Linked DNA regions of Sus scrofa: region 1 is linked to region 2. The links are chromatin contacts, called in public Hi-C maps. All regions are on one chromosome and are shown on one strand. The core of a region is the stretch at or near the end of the contact, and the rest is flanking DNA. Distances in the headings are between cores, read along the strand shown.

Region 1 (3,102 bases), core at 269-2,768, 130 kb before region 2:
TTAGGTGATTTTGACGAGAGGGAGGGGGCAGGAGAAGAAGCAGCTGATACAGAGGCTGTGGAGTTTGTCAATTGGGAGAAGGAAGTGAGAAGATGAAGTTAATTGGTATAGAATAAGAATAGAAAACACGTAGGAAGTAGAATCTTGAAATTTCAGGGCTTTCCATTAGTCATTAGGTAAGGACTTAGGAGAAAATAATGGAAAGCACAGTAATTAAGAAAAAAAAATGCAAAAAAAAAAAAAGTCTCATGCCCTTTTCCTGGTGTTCAGGTAGAGCTGGTCTTGCTCAGTTTCCCTCTCGCTTCCTTTCCACTCACTCTGTTCTTGGCAGGCTGGACAGCCTGAGTTCCCTGATTTCCACTGTGGCCTGAATTTCTTTTCCTCTATGTCATTCTTCACACTACGCTCCAGGTCCTCCTCTGTGTGTATGTGTCTGAGCCCTGCTCACCTGGCGAGCCCCAGTTCCGATACCTGCTTCTGTACGAATTCTGTATGATGGATTCTTCTCATTCATCATAATTGAAAAAAGGCAATTCTCAGAGGAATTGAAGATGTGCCCCTGTGCACTGAGTGTGGAGTTTGTTGAAACTCGCAGTGTATGCATGGTGAGATGAGTTTGGTGAAGTCGCTTTAAAGGTTACACCAAGTTTTCCTGTCGGACAAAACCTCTTGTCCTCAGACTTGAGTTCTTAGAGGAAGTTGGATGGATGAACCCTTATTTGCCTAACACAATCATTCAAGAGTGGAGAGCCGGGATTATGGTTTAAGATTTGTGGTAAAATTATACTTAAAAAAAAAAAAAAAAAATGGAGGGAGGACAGTGAGAGCAGAGGCAAGCGGGCTACAGCAGAACTGCTGGCTAGCCTGGAGGCATTACTCCTGCTTGTTTGCAGGGAGGTCTGGGGGTCCACCTCTCCTTGACCTCATTAGGCATATACAGCAGCACTAAAAAGCCAACAGGAAGCAGTCGCATTCCCACCTGGGCACCTTGTACATCATCCCCATGGTACCTGCCGAGATAGGAAGAAGGAGTGACCCTCAGGTATGGTCCTCCCACCCGTCCCTGCACAAGAAAAAGCACCTTTCTCCCCTCGTGCCCTTTGCATCATGAAAACACAGTCTAGTTCTGCCATCTGCTTCCTCCTTTTTAAGCTTTAGCATGTAATTGTTCGCTAAGAATAGAGACAGAAATATTTCCACCAGCAAGTGAAATTTTAAGTACTTCAAAGGATAATATGAGAATATCTGGAAATTCCAGCCAGTTCAACCAAATTATTCCTTGACTATGCCAAGTAGCTGATTGCCATTGAACTTTGGAAAACAGGGATTACTCCATTTCATTTGGACAGATGAAAACCAGAGTGCTGGGCAGAAAAAAGCCAGCCAACCAAAGACCTCATTTTAAAGATTTCCCCCCACCCCCCGCCCCGAGAGTTGAAAACAATGTTTGTTTATAGCCAGTACTGGGCTTTGAATATAAATGCATGACTCATAGTTCTAGAATAGAATTCCCCCCTGAAGAATGGGTTAAGGCAGGCAGGGTTGTGTGCTGATATCTATACACTTGGATGCTTAAGGCCTCTGAACCCTTCTGCACTTTTTTTTTTTTTTTTTTAAACGCACCTGTGACTTAGTAGCAGCAGTACTGATACCACCTCCCCCCAACCCCGATAATGTTCTCAAGGACCCAGGCACATACTTGACCTGGCCTCTGTACTCAAACACGTACTGGTGTCTGACATCTGGGTGTGCTCAGGATGTCCAGATGCTTAGACCGGATGTTATGAGGTGCAGTCGTGGTCTCTTCCCCCCAAAAAGTGCAAATCGCCTTCAGGGAAGGAATGTATTATTTCCTCGCTAGCTTCAGAGACCCTTGGGAGCATTAAATGGTCCTATTACCAAAGAGTCCCTGTTATAATGGGGCTTTAATAGTAACATTTTATTTACTGGGATGCACTGGGGAAAACATTCAGGAACAAAGTGAGAAAAAATTAAATATAGAACATGTTAAAAATTTCTTTGGGGTTTCAGTTTTCACAAGGACTTAGGGTAACAACCCAAATAGACGTATTTGCTTTAACCGACAGATAAATTATTAGCACGTTGGTTGTTTACAAATGAGTCAGAGCTTCTAAAATTTGTTCCCATAAGTAGGTTGAGCCTCCTTCTCCTCCTGTTGTCATAGGGTCTAAAAATGGAAACGTGAGTCCAGACTCTTCCCAGACCATAAAAATAATTCTGAATTAGTAGAGCATAAATGAAAGTGATCTTGAGTGTTGTCTTCAGGTTCTACTCGCCAGGTTGGGACCTTGTACGTCTTCTAAAGCTCCTGGTAGTGAGGATTAAGGAAGTGGTAGCAGCTTTGCCTCTGGCTGCAGACGCTTTGCTAATTAGGTCAGAGCCACTCACCCTGGGATAAGCAGACACTGTCCCTTTGGCATTGATTTTGAAGAGTTGCTGTCAGAAGTGATCACACAGACAAGGTCACTTCTTCCATGGCTGCACCTGGAGATGGAGTGGGTGCGGGGTGATTAGTTCTGACAACCTGAGTTTTCTGTCACCCTGTCCTGAGGATGCAGCCCGCGTGTCTTAGGCTGCATTCTTGCCTTAGTTAAGTTTGCTCTCATGACAGATCTTTGTTGACTCAGGATCCGGTGATGCCCTAGATTTGTGAGCACAGTTCTGATGACATAGAAATTTAAATATTAGACTAAGATACATGGACTGCTGTGTTTATTCTGGTGTAATTTGTTTGTTTTTGGTGGTGCCCATGGCATGTGAAAGTGCCCAGACCAAGGATCAGACTCACGCCACAGCAGTGACAGTGCTGAATCCTTAACCAGTAGACCACCAGGGAACTCCCGTGGTGGTAATTAAAAAAAAAACAAAACTATATATGAATCAAATCACTTTCCCGAAAATGTGAAATTCAGGGTGAAAACCTAGCAGTAAGGGAGGTAACAGAGTTTTGTTTCAACCCGGCCTGTACTAAGGAAGCTTGGTCATGACTCTTCCTTCTTCTGCTGCTTTATTAATTCCCTGCGCTTCAAATGCCAGCGTGGGTTCATTCCATTTCTTACTGGTATTGTGGTCCTTAAAATC
Region 2 (3,121 bases), core at 486-2,985:
CAGAAGACCCAACCATGGAGCGACCCTATACATTTAAGGATTTTCTCCTCAGACCAAGAAGGTGAGGCCTTAAGATGCAGATGTTCTCTATCCTTTGGCCCTTGGTTTTCTCGGAGGGAGACTTCAACTTCTCCTCCTAGTTCGTCTTTTTAAAAAGTCATCAGTATGAACCATTGTAAAGATGTAACCAAGTCCTATCCTTTATAACCAATTTTCTTCCATCATACAGTCATAAATCGCGAGTTAAGGGATTTTTGCGATTGAAGATGGCCTATATGCCCAAAAACGGAGGTCAAGATGAAGAGAACAGTGAGCAGAGAGATGAAATGGAGGTAGGCTATGGTGCTCAGGCTGTGGTCTGTTTTCTTTCCTTAAGAGCGTATTTGATATTTTACTTTACGACTTTATAATTTGGAGTTCCCTGGTGGCTCAGTGGGTTAAGGGTCTGGTAGTGTCAATGCTGTGGTGCAGTTTCCATCCCTGGCCCAGGAACTTCCACATACCAGGGGCGGACTTTATAATGTATGGAAATGAAAGTTTATAAAGCTTAAATATGAAGAAACTTAAATGTGTCCATGAATCCATGTCTTTGACAGATCTACCAATGTATTTTCAGCAAAAGACATGAACTTTTTATGTTACAGCACTCATAATTGAGGAGGTTTCTCTCTAATAAATGCTATACCCTTGTTTTGTAAACAACCCTACTGCTATGTGAAATTCTCCCCACGTATTCTCTTATTTCCTTGGACTTTTTCAGCTGTCAGTTCCTTTTAGCACTTGGAATTGCTTCAAAGTGGATAAAATGATTTAGAGACTCTCATCCACATTTCTTACTCATTTGGCCTGCAGGTGATAGCGTGCATTAGGTTAGGAAAGTTCTCCTCCAGAAATGCCATTTCAAAATTAGCCGTCCAGAGGAATTTTCTTTTGTTCCCTCCAGGCAAGGCCACCTTTTAATTTTCTAGTCACATACCTGTGCTGTGGGTCCTGTGATACCTTCCTGGCACAGGCTTTGGACGGAGCTGTTCCGTTAGACAGATTCGCTTCTGAAAATGTCTGTGTACAAGACCTCTCTCTGGCTTGTTTGCACATCTGTTTGCAGCTGTTGCATATACATGATGTGTGAATAAGGCATTATGGGCAAGTTAATCGAGCCCCCCCTCAGACCAGGAGGTCATATTTCCAGGCAGTTTTTCACGTGCAGGCTTTTGTCTCCCTCTCTGTGAGAAGCCGTCTTGAATGTTAAGATTCCATAAGCACATTCACAGGTTTTTATCTCAAATCCAAGGAATTTTTTTTAACACTCTTCCAGCCTTCCAACTACAGTGACCAATGAATTAACTGAATTTTCCAGTGACTTTACTAGGGGACGTTAGGAAGGAATACCTAATGCCAAAAATATGTATGCAGAAAAGCACCTCTGACTCTGGTACTGTGAAGCTTGTTGAGGCGGCGGCAGCAAGCAGGGAATGGCCGAGTGGGAAACGGCAGCTTCCAGGCTTCTCTGGCTCCTGTGCCTGTGTGTCCTCGCTGCAGAGGGGGAGCGGCAGCGCCCTGGGCCTCCTGGTCGCCAGGCCACAGTTTCTGTTAGGACGCACGTGCGGCATGGCTCATCTTCCAGCTCCCTCTTACCTTATGGAGGTGTTGAAAAGATGACAGCTGTAGCCTGACCCATATCATTGGCATGGCTTTCTACAGCCCTGGAGGCCTTCGGGTCAAAATAACAAACACGAAATATGGAAAGAGTATAATGTGACTTAGGTAACATGACAAACCATGCGTATTCTCATCCGCCTTGCACCCTGCAGTGCAGTCACGGTAGAAGACAGCGCAGCTCCCTGGCCGTGGCTCGGAATATTTTCGAGACTCTCCTAGAATTGATTTTTTTTTTTTTTTTCCTGTATGTTGGGAATTTCTTTAAAATGTGGCGCACGAAGCCACTGCCAGAGCCAGAGAGCAGAGAAGCAGGGGCGCAGAGCCAGCATGCACGGTAGCTGCCCCCTCCTCGTGTCTGAGAAACCAGCCTGACGATCTCCCCTCTGTTATTCCGCAGCCGGGGTGGGAAGTTGTTGACTCGAATGACTCGGCTTCTCAGCACCAGGAGGAGCTTCCTCCCCCACCGCTGCCCCCTGGGTGGGAAGAAAAAGTGGACAACTTAGGTCGTACTTACTACGTCAACCACAACAACCGGACCACCCAGTGGCACCGACCCAGCCTAATGTGAGTACCACCCATGGTCAGGGACATGTCCTCACGCCCTGCAGTCAGGTGCCCACACGGCAGCTCTCTGGGACGAGGTTGGGAAGTAAACCCATCCATAGGAGCACGTGGTTGTGCAGAGCAACAGGATTCCTCTTCATTTAGTTAGGGAGCCTCTCAGAACTTGTAGAGTATCTAGAACTCCTGCCTTTGTATCATCAAGTTCTCCTGTTGTAAATGTGCACTGATTTTTGTATGTCTTCTTTATAAAGGTGTGGGGGATATAAAGCAGAGGTTATTTTTCCTGGGCTTATCTTAGGTGTGGTGATTCTATCACTTCCCCTTTCAGCTTCCTCTCCTGGCTAACCCAGAGTGGAAAACAGCAAACATATCGGCTGTGCAGTTTCCTTATGAAGTTTTGGGATTTTTATTCTGTGATCACTTGATTTAGAAATGCCAAATTTTTTTTTTTTTTTTTTTTTTAGGGACTTTTTAGGGACGTTTCTATATCACCCCCTTCATATAATTACAAACACATGGGAGGGTTGCAAACTCACAAATAGTAATTACTGTTTATTCTAATCCCTCACTAGCCTCAGGGATACAGTGAATTGATTATTGTTTTGTTCACTTAGCAATTTTTGGCTTAATGATAGCAATAAACACTAGTTAAACCTCAACTTTTATTTTAAAAGGATTTGAAGCAGCTTGTTTTTAAATGATAGTATACAGCAAGACTTCAAACTGTTAATATACTATAAAAGGCAAAACCAAAATAGTAAAGGTAGAAAAGGAAAAATTATCCTGGAAATCATGAGCTCCCTAGCAGCCAAGACTAGGAGGTAATTATAAATTGTGTGATTTTCAACATGTAATAAATGCAAGTATTTTAGGTGAAATAATTTTCCCTTTAGCCCAG

The links. A called contact is a pair of places that touch in the nucleus more often than the background predicts.
Region 1: a Hi-C map of skeletal muscle shows a contact between it and region 2, with 4 times the contacts expected there. The contact joins two enhancer-like sites. A contact is called at or near these places in 1 of 5 promoter capture datasets (liver), 8 of 47 Hi-C or Micro-C datasets (embryonic fibroblasts, heart right ventricle, liver and 2 more) and 1 of 2 datasets of contacts at active chromatin or transcription factors (skeletal muscle).

The regions. Positions count from the first base shown.
Region 1 is chr1:162,567,732-162,570,833 of Sscrofa11.1, reverse strand. The region is part of intron 2 of NEDD4L (E3 ubiquitin-protein ligase NEDD4-like); the gene reads left to right. Among named protein-coding and RNA genes, the nearest start is that of NEDD4L, 170 kb to the left of the region's middle. Within about 2 kb of position 1,518, at least 12 of the 83 cell types and tissues checked have an H3K27ac peak or open chromatin away from gene starts, as enhancers often do. A contact at or near this core is called in skeletal muscle, where this site is marked.
Region 2 is chr1:162,438,290-162,441,410 of Sscrofa11.1, reverse strand. It overlaps NEDD4L (E3 ubiquitin-protein ligase NEDD4-like), which reads left to right. Exons shown (of 32, transcript XM_021073866.1): 7 at 1-61; 8 at 230-332; 9 at 2,057-2,223. Among named protein-coding and RNA genes, the nearest start is that of MIR122, 110 kb to the right of the region's middle. Within about 2 kb of position 1,735, at least 4 of the 83 cell types and tissues checked have an H3K27ac peak or open chromatin away from gene starts, as enhancers often do. A contact at or near this core is called in skeletal muscle, where this site is marked.